Regions from separate parts of the Rattus norvegicus genome. Here region 2 is linked to region 1. Evidence: chromatin contacts called from public Hi-C data. All regions are on one chromosome and are shown on one strand. The core of a region is the stretch at or near the end of the contact, and the rest is flanking DNA. Distances in the headings are between cores, read along the strand shown.

Region 1 (6,875 bases), core at 1,172-3,671:
TGTAATTAAGAGGCAAAGTAGCCGTCTAATAAACAGCACTTGTCACCAGTTGTCATCTTGGTGATCAGTTCACACCTCCGTCACAATGACAGGGACCCCTCAAACTCTCTAATAACCTGACTCCTAGGACCAAAGGAGGATTAGGCACTGGATAATGGATTGCTGGGACTCTATGGAAGCAGAGGGTCAGGAGATGAACCCTCGGCTGTGAGGCAGGAGGCGAGGGAGGAGGCTTGCTAGAGTGAACTTTAATTAAGGTTTCCTGAGCTTTTAGTCCCCTGATTTTGAGTCAAGTTAATTTAAGAGGTCTGGGGCTTGTGCTGGTATCCTCTGACACACTGTTGTTGTTGTTGTTTAATCTGGCATTCAGAGGAAAACCTTTTTAATTAATCTTTACTTTGCACTTTTTTTCTCTCCTTTGGTACATTTCATTTAAAAGCCCACCTTTCTATTCAATTCCCTCATTTGCCTTTTAGGTATGTGTTTTCTCAGAAATGCTTAGAAAACGAAGAAGACTGGAAATCAAGCTTCGTTCTCCATTACGTAACATAGTCTTCCCCATGAGTCCTAAATTATGACAGTTGTGCTATTTACATGATAAAAGTGTTGGCTATAACACAGCACAAAGCCTTCCATCAGTAAGAGAAAACCCAATTTCTTTTTTAAACATGGGTTTATGGATTTAGCCAAGATAAATGGCTAATACTTCTGCTGATCATGTTTAATCTTTAGATGACCCACAGGTCTGTCTTTTCTTATATTTGAGGCCAATTGCTTCCCAGTACTGACAAGTAAAGAAGACTTTCTAGAACAATAGTTCAGTGTCCACCTGTCTAGGTCCACATGTGTAGATGGCTTCTATTCTATGTCTTGGCTAACAGGGCAGGTGTCCGTACTGTGACTGATTCCAGCTACTAGGAATGAGTCGGATCGGTCAGCCTCATCACCCCCTTTCAAGCTGCATTGTGTCAGTGTAGCCTTGAACCAGATAAGTCATACATCATTTCAGAAATAAATGTCACTGTCTCTTTTTCATTCCATACCCCACTAGTCTGTAATTCTCTAGGTTCATTAGTTTGGGAACAGGACTTCTTCATCTGTATGTAGTTCTAACTTTGTATATTATCATTGTTGCAGAATCCACTTGTTTAGAAGAATCTTACCCACTGCTGTTGTAAATACCAGCTCATCAGCCTCCAGTTTTTGCTGGTTGCGCTAAACAGAAGCACATGTCATCACAAGCTTGCTTCAGAAACTTTGCAGTGTGAGTGAGCCCGTGTAACCAGAGGACCTGTGATACACCACAGTTTAGCAAAGACTCTGGAACCCTGTGACTGGTGATTTCGCCGCATTTGGCAGGAAAGAGATTAATCGCCACGTTTACGTTCGAAAGTCCATCTCAGTCATTCAAATGACAGTGAAATTCTCCGACCACCTGGAAAAGAGTCATAACTCACCTTTCTGACGCAGCATCTTGCTGCAGAAGTGACTGGCTGACAATAAATCCACTTGTACAAAGTCGAGGGCAGAGGTAGTGAGACGCCAGATTTCAGGTCTTTTAAAACTGCAACTAAACATTAAATAGAGAGATAGAGGGATAGATGGATAGATGGATGGGTGGATGGATGGATGGATGGATAGATGATAGATAGATAGATAGATAGATAGATAGATAGATAGATAGATAATAGATGGATGGATAGATAGATAGATAGATAGATAGATAGATAGATAGATAGATAGAAGAACTAAAAACATTCAGAATCCCAAAGTCCATTTTCAACAATTGCCGTTCATCCTATGGGGTGTGGATAAGCCCAGGAACCCATTAACTAGTCCATTAGGACTAATTAGACCTTATCACCTCTAAATTCAAATCCAAGAGCTAGTGAGTAGTGTGATGATGAAATTACTCTTTCAGCTCAGATGTCTTTAAACTTTTGTCTTACTAAGTAGCTGTCTATTTCCCACCTCCCCGAAGTCTCTTTGTTTTCTCCCCGGTCCTGGTTTAAGGAGCATCATGGGCAGATGCTATTAAAAGAGCCAGCCCAACACTTCACCTGCTTTGATTTATTTATTTTTCTTTTGTACTCAACAGATTGTTGAGCTCACAATAGACAACTTGAGGACCAGGAGTTCCGCCTCCTCTTCGAGTGTCTGGATGTGAAATATTAGAAGACCAAAAGGCTAATCTGTGCATCCGTCAGCCAGGGGTGGGAGCCCCATTTCACACGAAGTAATCAATTCATTGACTGGGAAAAAAAGAGAGAGAGAGAGAGAAAAGAAAGAAGCCTGCCTTTTCCTTGTCCAGCTGCAGTAGGCAGGAGCTGTAACATATGCCCGTTTGAAAGAGGAGGAGGGGGCAAAGGCTTCTGGGGAGCAGGCACACAAAGAAAGCCAATCTTTTCCACAAAGCGTGGAATGACTTAAACACTCTATTGTATTACATATGAATGAGTCCTCATTGTGGCGCGCAGTGTGTGGGGATCCGTGGAGTCCTCCCATTAGCCACACGATTAACCAGATTACACGGGAAGCCGCTAAGGTAAATAAGGCCAGCCTTCTGTCACTCCCTCCCCCAGGCCTGACCAACAAGGGGCCCAAGAACTGGCCCCCTTTGTAGTCAACTGGGTGGAAAGAAGAAATAACCATGAATGTCATGCTTGGTAATTAAAAAAAAGAGACAGACAGACAGACAGAGGAGGAGAGCAAAAGAGAGTTGTCCCCAGGGACTACCTAAGAGAAACAGTGTGAAAACATCTTTCTGATCAAGTAACATGTCAGCATTGTTTCCTTTGACCGTGTAGGACTAATCTAACCCTCCCCTAACAGGGTCCTGTATTCCCTTTTGTGGTGCAGGAGACAAAAAGCCCACAACACATGAATTAAATCTGCCGGTTTCTGCTCATTATGGGTGAGAGTGGGTGGGTCTGTGCCTACAAATCTGTCTGCCTGTTAACCCAGCTCTCGTCCATCTCTATGTAGGTGCCTCTTCACCCACCTCTACAGCCATGCTCGTTCTGGAGAACAGATAAACACCCATAGTTAATTGGTTTATGGAAATGGCGCCAAAGTTACAAGGTTCATTGCAGCTTGAGTTGTGACCAAAACAAGCAAACGGAAACTGCTTCCAATGGTCCCGAAAAGCCCATTTTCCTAAAAATTCAGATATCTGACTTGGAAAACATCCTTGTAAAAAACATCCTTGATGTAAAAGAAAAGTGGAAACGTGTCGATCATCTGTGTATTTAGAACACATTTTCTCTGGACATTATTCGTTGTATAATGACAACGCTATCTGCAAAAAGTGTTTCAGTGTGGATAACTACTAAAAAGAAAGTATCTTGGTGAATTATAGCATCAGGAATGCAAACTAAAGGCCATTTTGACAACCAGAAACTTGAAATTAAGGTATAGTTTAAACAAGTAGGAATGCTACACATTAATTACAAGCAAGCATGGGGCTGACGTGGGTCTGCACCAGGACCTCTGAATATATATTATAGCTTTTTTTACAGTATTTTTACAGGACTCCTGAGTCTGTGAAGGAGAAGATCTCTGATTCTTGAGCTTACTCTTATAGCTTTTTTCCTTCTGTTGGGTTGTCTGGCCCAGCCTCAATATAATGGGTAATTTATGTTATTGTGCATGGTCTTATATCGTAGAAGTTTATTCATTTATAATGAGAGACAGAAAGGGAATGGATCCCAGACGGGAGGTGGGAAAGAACTAGGAGGAGTAAAGGGAGGGGAAACTATAAAAAATATATATTGTATGATAAAACAATCTATTTTCAATTTAAAAATCAGTAAAATAAAATTTTGAAAGGGAGTACATGGTGCACGACCCTGAGGACTTCAGTTCAGCTCGCAACACTGACATAACATATCCGGTGTGGTCTCAAGGGGGCCTACTATCTTGGTTTTGTGTTGGGGGACAGAGACAGTAGGACTGCTGGGATTGTTGACTGCAAGCCTCTTGGGAAAATGTGAACTTCAGTTCATGGAAAGACACTGCTCCAAAGGAGGAGGAATACTGAGAAAGAAGGATCCACAATGCCCTCTTCTGGGATCCAGAGGTGTGTGTTCATACAGGTGCACACATGTGAGTACTCACCACGCATGCACATATATCACACATACCCCCACCTTGTCTCTGTCTCTCTGTCTCTCTTTCCCCATTCTCTCTCTCTTTCTCTCTCCTTCTCTCTCTCTCTCTGTCTGTCTCTTTCTCTCTCCTTCTCTCTCTCTTTCTCTCTCCTCCTCTCTCTCTCTCTCTCTCTCTCTCTCTCTCTCTCTCTCTCTCACACACACACACACACACACACACAAACATATATGCACATATACAAATAAAGAGCTTACTGTAATTCTTCCTTTATGGTAGTACTCAATTTCAGTCCACAGTTTTCAGAAATTCTCCAGGTAAGACACCAGACAAGAAGGGCATTTAATACACACATTTTTTTCTTTTTTTTTTTTTCTTTTTTCGGAGCTGGGGACCGAACCCAGGGCCTTGTGCTTGCTAGGCAAGCGCTCTACCACTGAGCTAAATCCCCAACCCCCTAATACACGCATTTAAAAGCTTACCCCAACTTCTAGTGGTTGAAGTATTTTCCCTTAGTAGTATAAGTTGTATCACTTTGTGTAAGCCAGTGTTAGACATGTGTTGTGATCCTATTTTAATATTTAAAATCAAGAAATGAAATCTTGAAGTAAAAAACAAAACACCAAAAAACCCAAGCAAACAAATAAAACCGTGTCTGTGCAGTATTTATTTTATCTGTGTTTTGAAAGACCTGGGTACTAGCCAAGATGTTGGCAGCAGAAGATAACATAATCTGGGAACAGTTACATTTTATAAAAATATAATATATATATTTATTATCATTTATTATACATCATTATTTATTCTTAGGCTTATTATATTTCAAATTGTGCATATTAACAGCTAACAAAGCAAAATTTAAAGTTATCTTAGTTCCACACTGATACCTGCATTCATTTTATGTTCTACAAACAAAAACAACTACAAAGAAAGCGAGGTTCAGAAACTCCATGAGGGATAAGTTGAGAACACCGCTTCCTATATTCTGATTGCGGGACGAAGGCATACAGCAGCACTCGGCTTCTGCTCATAGAAAGTAAATTAGCACATTGGGTGCACAGACAGACTTTCGATGTTTGGGGCCTTATTTAATATCCTTATGCAGACATGATAGTGTTCGCCTTCTGTCCTATGCTGATATAACAGACTGACTTCTAGTTTGCCATTTCTAAGATTCCCACAATTCTCTGGGCGATACCTTGTCAAAGCTGTGTTCTCTCTGAGAGACTATATAGAATAACTTCTGAGGAACAAGTTCTAACACAATTAGAAGAATACAGTTCTTCCCCGGGTCTAGCAAGAAGACGTCTCATTTCACACAGTCCGTGATGAATTAGCTTCATGCTCCACGTTAAAATTTTCTATCAACAAAACTCCAGTAACCTTTTTTCCCATTCTCTTCTAATTTCTGAAAATTCTATGTGAATTTTCTACAAGAAAAAGGGGGGTTGGGGATTTAGCTCAGAGGTAGAGCGCTTGCCTAGCAAGCGCAAGGCCCTGGGTTTGGTCCCCAGCTCCGAAAAAAAGAAAAAGAAAAAAAAAAAAGAAAAGGAAAAGGTAACACCTTTCTTGATGTTAGCTACACTAGTGTATAACAATATCTTAAAATGTATTTTTGGTTCTTTCTAGATTAATTAAAGACATTCCAAATAATATCATTATCGAACAAAGTCCTTCAGAACTTATTCTCTAATGTCCCTGTCTTCCAAAGTTTACCTCTAATTCGAAGTGTGGTTTATGAATGATCATTTAAAGATATTCTGTGAAGACAATGTGATTATAATATTAATAGTTCTATAACAATTTAACTAAAATATGGTTTTAAGGTAGATTATTCAATGAGTGGTTTAAAAATAAAATGAGATCCCATTTGAGGTATAATGATAAGGGATTTTATAAACGAATATTTTAAGAATGTATATTATATGTATTCTCCCCACATTCACGTATACACACACATACACACGTAGATTAAGGATAGATGTAGATATGGATACAAATACGGATGGCGATAGACAAACCCATCCATGACGCTATCTTTCTCACATCACACATCAGTGGTAAGATGGCCTGCGATGGCTGTGTACAGTCAGAGTAATGTCACCTGCCATGCCATATGCCAAATGGCACTGATAGATAGCACTAGCTTATTTTATGCCTTTTCACACATATACTTTACAGTCATTTGGTGAGAATCTTGATTATTCTCATTTTATAAGTTAAAGAAAACAATTAAGTTTGAAGATATAATGGTTAAGTGCTTATCTATCATCCAGATTAAGCCCTGGGTTTGATGCCCAGCACCATGTAAACATCACATTCACCCTAGAGTCCCAGTCCTCAGGATATATGGACAGGAGGATCAGATATTCAAGCTTCTTATCAGATAAATAGTGACACTGAGGCTAGGCTGAGGCGTATGAGACGCTGTCTCAAATCTTAAAAAATATTGATCTAGGATCTTATAATAAGCTATGAAATGCGAACATGGACGCAGAAATATATAGTTCTGAGACACGTTTATTTTACTACAGCCATATATATGAAATATGTATAGTAACTATTCCCTTTTAATAACTAAACATCATATATGATGTCTTTAAAATGTTTGCCTTAGAGTATAGTAATGAAGTTAGTAACAGATCGATTACTAAAGCCAGGTGACAAGCATGAAGATACCGAACAGCTGTCAAATCATGTGGTACTTAAGAGCATCTGAATGAAAATGGAAGTTGGTTCAGGCAGGCCACTATTCTTCACTGCTTCAT
Region 2 (6,875 bases), core at 1,340-3,839, 34 kb after region 1:
ATGTCCATGGTTATATTCTGTGTCCTGAAACCCAGCTTAAACAGGCACTTCTTCTTTATAGCTACTCCTTATTTTCTTTTATGAATTGGAAGAGTTTGACCGGGCAATCTTAGATGTCCTTCTCTGTATGTTATGACCATAGCATGTATGACTGCAGAGAGAATACTGAGAATTGTTACGTAGTTGAATATAAAATTCAAACAGTTTTGGCTTTAACTAGCTACATGTGTACAATAAACTGCAAATGTGTCTGCTCTGTTTAATTCTTGATTTTTATTTTTCAAAAGATATGTTTATGCTAATTTTACATGCATGAGTGTTTTGTCTGCATGAATGTCTGTGTACCATGTGCCTGTCTGCTACCCATGGAGGCCACTGGCTCCTTGAGAGTTACAGAGGGTTGTGAGCCACCTGACATAGATGCTAGGAACTGAATCCTGGTGTTTTGCAGAGAATGTACTCTTTTTTTTTTTTTTTTTTTTTTGGTTCTTTTTTCCGGAGCTGGGGACCGAACCCAGGGCCTTGCGCTTCCTAGGCAAGCGCTCTACCACTGAGCTAAATCCCCAACCCCGAGAATTTACTCTTAACCACTGCACCATCTCTCTATCACCCATCCTTTATTTATTTATTCATTTTAAAGCAACATCTACCGTGAGCACATATTTAATCATACCTCAGGAGATTGCTGTACAAATGCTGGAGTTTCTTTTTGGGAGCTTCATTTAATTAAGTACAAAATCAGAAGGAAAATGAACATTCCGTTAAGTCTGGCCACACCACAGCATGAAGGAAATGATCAACCTTGGAGAGGCTGCAAGCCAAAGTGATCAAGGTTAATGCAAGATTAATTGTCCATCTCTCATCAGAAATCTTCAGCAGCCTTCCTGACCTAGCCCAGCTCACCTTCTGCTTGGTTCACGGCAGGCTTATTTTGGTGATCACCCAACCTATGATCATTAAACAAACAAACAAACAAGTCAGCAAGTAGCCCACGTCTACGGCTGGAATAATTTTGTGTCTAAATCATTTGTATCATGGCTGTTAGGCAGGACTTCCTGATAGCCTTTGTAGAGGCAGAAAGACTGGGAATTTTATCCAGATTAGAGTTCTGACAGACTCTGGCAGACACTATCCAAGAACAAATCATGTTCTGTTTTTCTCCAATGCCTCAACTGCAGGTGTTTCTCTACCTGCTATATTAATGAGGAACTCCTGAGTTCCAACAGATGGGAGATAACTTTTCAAAGGAGAAATAACCAGTCGTAGCACAGAGAGCTTTGAATCCTCTTTTATGTAGGAAAAAGTTAGACAGCCCTCCAAAAGGATGCCTGTGTGCTATGAGCACACATATAGACATACCCCACATTAGATTAAAACTATGCAGAAATGACTCTTGCTCACATGAGGGTAGTGTGAACTGCGTTAACATGTATATTTTTCTTCCAAGTCAAAATGCCTTCTCTTGGATAGAATCCACTCGCAATAAATCTCTCTATAAATATCATTCAACAGGACAATGTCCATATGCAGGATTACAAACAGTAGACAGAAACTTTCTTGGAAAACAAAAGACAATGAAAGTAACTTTGTTTTATGAGTCTTTTTCGAGTCTTTGTGGGGGGGCGGTTAATGCTACATGAAGGCTCTTCCTCTCTCTTCAAGTCATTTCTTCCTCAGTTGTGCAGATAAGAGTTATTAGGAACCGCCCCGATCTACTTGCTGTCTACACAACTGCCTTTCCATCTCCTTTGCGGTGTGTCTATCCTTCTCCTTCATCTGCAAGGTCTTAGGACATTCAGGTGGCCAATCTGGCCTTAAATGTGTCTCTAAGGAAATGGTGCTAATTAGTATTGGAATTTACAGCCTTCATTTTATTGACTTGTCCTACTTTCTTCGATAATTAACTAATGAGTAAAGTAATGAGCTATGCTAGTCAGTCATGCTGTTCAATTAAATGGCAAATCAATTATTGAAAATAGTTTCGGACAGCTGTAATGTTGGCATGATGTGTGCGTATGCGTGTGCATATTTAATGCAAATGTAATTATGTCCTAGATATTACAAAGTCAGTCTATGTGAGGGTGATTCGACTGAAAAGGGTCCTTTCTGATTCTGACTGCAGCTCAAATACGATCGGATAGCGAGTGGAATCAAGGCACCCTTTGCCTGTGACCTGTGACAGTTTGTAATTCTTATTTATCTGAGACCACATAGCTACCTTGGCTTTATGAGAAATCTCTCTCTCAGAGCCATATCTAATGGGAGCCATATCTAATGGGTGGGTAGCAAGAAGGAGTGCACAGCCTAAGTGCTAACTTCTTTCTCGTAACAGAATATCCGGGGGCCACGATTGAAGCAGACGGTAGAGCTTCTTGAGATTTGATTTGCTTCATTGTTATGTTTGGTTCCCATCTGAGAGTTTTCCCCTTAACTGTAGGGGAAGCTACCCTTCTGTATGGCATGATAATTCTAACTGAAACCCAGCATGCGAATATCATTCAATCTCACAGAGAAGGAAAACGCAACACACACACTTGCACCCACCCACACACGCAGCACAGGCCACGCATTCTCTCTGAGTAGAGCAAAAGCCTGCTTGGCAAAGTGCCAAAGGGCCTTTGAAATGTCGCCTTTGGGATGCCCCTGGAGCACAGAAAACATGATTCCACACTCCCCGGCCTAGTTCTGAGCTCTACTGCCATTTCCTGTCCTTTCTGGAGTGTAGCTGCCCACTTAGGTAGTGTCTGTCACCTGTGTCCCTTCTCCTTACTGTACACCCAGCAGCTACTGTACTATGGATTTTAGCTGGGATGTTCTCCAGTGTTCTGTCTGCTTGGTTGTTTTGTTTTATTTTATTTTGTTTGTTTGTTTATTCATTTTACTTTTCTAGACCTTGTATCAAGCGGATAATCTTGACTTGCATCAAGCAGTGTGAGCCACTTTTGAGTTATTTTGTTCATTGTGTGGTTTGGGTCATGAGTCTTCAAAGACGTCATTAACAAAGCCAGCTGCTCACGTTTCCTTTGAAGGAGAAAAATTTTGAATCTGAGATCTGTTCTTCGTCTTCCTGTCTTCGTGACCACCTGAATCATCCACGAAGCTAAATGAAATGATTGTTACTCTCTTCCCATGATAAAAATCTACCTAGATTGTGATGCCCAGTTTGTTTGTTTGTTTGTTTCTTTTAAAGAATCATTCATTTATTTTACATATATGAGGACACTGTAGCTGTCTTCAGACACACCAGAAGAGGGCATCGGATCCCATTATAGATGTTTCTGAGCCATCATGTTGCTGGGAACTGAATTCAGGACCTCTGGAAGAGCAGTCCATACTCTTAACTGCTGAGCCATCTCTCCAGCCTAATGCTTGTTTTTTGGGGATTTTTTGTTTTGTTTTGTTTTTTGTTTTCTGTTTTTTAAAGATCTATCTATCTATCTATCTATCTATCTATCTATCTATCTACCTACCTACCTACCTATCTATCTATCTATCTATCTATCTATCTATCTATCTATCTATCTATCTATCTATCTACCTATCTATCTGGTAAGACATTGCTATGCTGCCCTGGCTAGCATAGCATTGTCTTTGTAGGCAGATTGGCTTTTAACTTGTGCTAATGCTCCTGTCTCAATGCTCTGAGTGCCAGAATTAGAATCATTAACCACTATGCCCAAGAAGGTTGCTACAATCATTTTTTTTCCAAGCAAACCTGAGGTAATGTTTAGATGGTCAAACTTCTGCTAGATGCAACTCACACCTCTGAAAATCAAATTCTTTTAAAGCATTAAGCTTTTTTTTTCTTCTTCAAACTCTAGTCTTGGATCTTAACCTTGCAACATCATTAAGCTCTAACCTAGGAGCAAGAAAGCGAAGCAAATCTAAGCCAGGCCAGAAAAACGCAACATGAAGTTTCCATTTCTAAACAGTTTTAATTCTCTGTTTGTGTTCCTGCCTGAAAGGAGACAAGGAACACAAACATTCCCAGATGAAGGAAATTAGAATTTACATATGAATTACATTAGAAATATGAGCTCCATCAAGGAATAATTAGCACTGTCCTGGGTTATGTGAGGGCGAACAAAATTAAATAAGAACAATTTCAAAGACAAGTTTTGTTTTGCCTCTTCAACTAAGCTGGTTTAATCAGTGCTAATGGCTGAAATAAATCCACTCTGTCTAAAGGAATGTACAGCCTGCCATATTGTGTGAAAGGCCATTACCGACTCCGTAAATCATGATGGCAATCAGAAGGCATCATTCACAAGTCCTGGATCTGGCTACTCTGAGCTTAACGGCAGCACAAAGGTGCAAACATCTGATCCAATCAGAATACACTGTAAGGACTGATGTTACAAAAGTAGTCAAGGGAGACATAAAAGTCAGCCAGACTCGAAGGATCAGAGGCTACGTACTGTAGATTGCATCTGTTGGTGTTGCTGCTGTCGTTGTTAGTTTATGTTCACAGAGGACAAAGACTGAATTTTCTCTCCACAACCCAGCCATGCCCCTCAAGAAGCAGAGAAATTAAAATATCAACTAGAATCAGCCTGGTGGCCTGGATATGCTTCAGCCACTAAACAGGGCTGTGGTTTATGAGTGCCTCCCCTAATGAGCTAAACTCCAGTGACCATAAAACTGAAATATAATTATGACATTAAAGATGCCTATATTTGAACTTAATTATTAATTAATTTAATGAGAAGAGAGGAGGTTGTAAAATCGCTAATTAAATGGCTCTGTAAAACTGCAGACGGTGGAGGATTTACCAAATGATAAATCCCACAACAGCATTTTTTGCTGTATCAATATTCTATTAATATAGAGCAAGCCAGAGGTGCTGTCTAGAAAGTGGCCGTTAGCTTGCACAAGTGTGCAGTGGTACACAATGGAAAACAGTAAATACCAGCAACCTTGAAGGAACCTTATCCCCATCTCCCTTGAGAGTAGGTGGGGGAATCTGCTGAATGAACTTGATTGGTCAGAGCACAGCGCTTACTTGCCAGCAATCGCCGAGATATTTTGGTGTCAACCTTAGGACTTAATAGGTATGTCGGGGGAAATGCGACTGAGTTAATGAGAGGTGTGTGACTAAACTACATCTAAATGGTCAGCCATTCTCAAAATAAGAAAACATCCCATCCAGCAAGCGCGTGGCAAGGCAGCTCAATTGTGCTTAAAATTTTTGAAAGTTGGTCCACTGGAAAGACTAATGTAGTTGTACATGCTATTATTTATTTATTTATTTATTTATTTATTTATTTATTTATTTATTTATTTATAAGATGAACCTATATTGAAATTCTGCCCTTACCCCACACTCTCGATGATTGAGACAAACAGCGATGTTTTGCTTAGCCTCAGTGTCTTCATCAACAAAACAGGGTAAAATATTTCCAGGTTGATTATCTTCAGAGGATTCTACACTAAAATATGTAATTTCCCTGGCATAGTGCTCATTGGCAGGTACTGAAAACTGAGACCTAAAGAGCACACACACACACACAAACACACACACACACACACACACACACACACACACACACACACCCCAACCAATATCCACAGCCCACTGCATCCTAACCTCACCCCAACCCCAACCCCAATCTGAAGTTCTGATTCTAGGGTATTCAACACTATCTGGCTTCCACAGGCACCTGAACACTCCCAGTGCACACAGATGCATGGACACACACACACACACACACACACACACACACACACACACACACAGAGAGACCTTTTCAATGTAAAACAAAAGAAAGTCATTTATACCATTATACAAAATTAAAATTATTTTTAACAATATATAAAATCCAGCAAATAGATTCTCTTGTGACAAAGGGGTGATTGAAATATATTTGAATTACTACACATTTTTTAAATTACTTAAGTAAATGAGCAGTTCTTGGTCTTTTAAAACGCATGTTGTTATGCTACAGTCGTTCTGCCCATTATGAGTTGGAATCGTTTAAAAAGCCCGTGGCAATTACAAAAATAATTTTAAGAGGGAGGTGGGGGCTAAAAAGATGAGTCAGCCACCAAGAGCACTCCCTGCTCTTAGAGATGGAAATTAAGTTCCTAGCACTGACAGGGCACCTCACAACCACCTGTAACTGCAGTTCCAGGTCATCTGTTGCCCTCCTCTGCCTTCTGCATGTATTGCATGCATGTTGTGCACATGCATGCATGCATGCATGTATCTAAAACACTTATACACATACAGCCAATAAGGCCTAAAATTAGGTAATAATAAATGATGAGTTAAGGAGAGTGAAGCAAAGGTAAAGGCATGATACAGTATTTGCGCATGCCTGCTATTCCGGTGCCTGGGAAGAGAGAGCAGGAGGAGCAATGTAAACTTTATGCCCTTCTGGCCTACTGAGTTCCAGACTAACCAGGGCTACCTAGCAAGTCCCTATCTCAGAGCATCAAAAAGTCAGCCTAAAAATTAAACTACTTTCTACAAAGATTGAAAGTAAATTTTGATTTAATAGTAAAATGGTTTTAATAGATGGAAATGCTGCTGAGTCTATTAATTTAAGAGTAGAAAATTCATAAATAACCGTGCAAACTATGGGTCTGCTAAAATGTCATCCATGGCTGAGGACTGAGCAGCACTATAGGCCTCCTCCTGATTATGTGATATCTTGATTCCTAGGGTACAGTTGTGATTAGAGTGAAAGTCTGCAAAGATTAATTAACTAATCTTGGATTAGAAAATTTCAAACTAATTGAACAAGGGAACTAATTCACCTCATCAGCCAAGTCCCAGATTGGTACCATGCAGCACAAGATGATATGGTACACTGCAACATGACATAATTATAACGGAACAATGTCACAGGAAGCTCTTCAAAGGCAGGGAAGGT

Evidence for each region. A called contact is a pair of places that touch in the nucleus more often than the background predicts.
Region 2: a contact with region 1 is called in a Hi-C map of Schwann cells, with 2.4 times the contacts expected there. The contact joins two enhancer-like sites. A contact is called at or near these places in 4 of 12 Hi-C or Micro-C datasets (the Rat2 cell line, Schwann cells, hepatocytes and 1 more).

What each region holds. Positions count from the first base shown.
Region 1 is chr17:25,148,025-25,154,899 of GRCr8, forward strand. No RefSeq gene overlaps it. Among named protein-coding and RNA genes, the nearest start is that of Ofcc1, 440 kb to the left of the region's middle. Within about 2 kb of position 2,422, at least 1 of the 93 cell types and tissues checked has an H3K27ac peak or open chromatin away from gene starts, as enhancers often do. A contact at or near this core is called in Schwann cells, where this site is marked.
Region 2 is chr17:25,181,417-25,188,291 of GRCr8, forward strand. No RefSeq gene overlaps it. Among named protein-coding and RNA genes, the nearest start is that of Ofcc1, 470 kb to the left of the region's middle. Within about 2 kb of position 2,590, at least 1 of the 93 cell types and tissues checked has an H3K27ac peak or open chromatin away from gene starts, as enhancers often do. A contact at or near this core is called in Schwann cells, where this site is marked.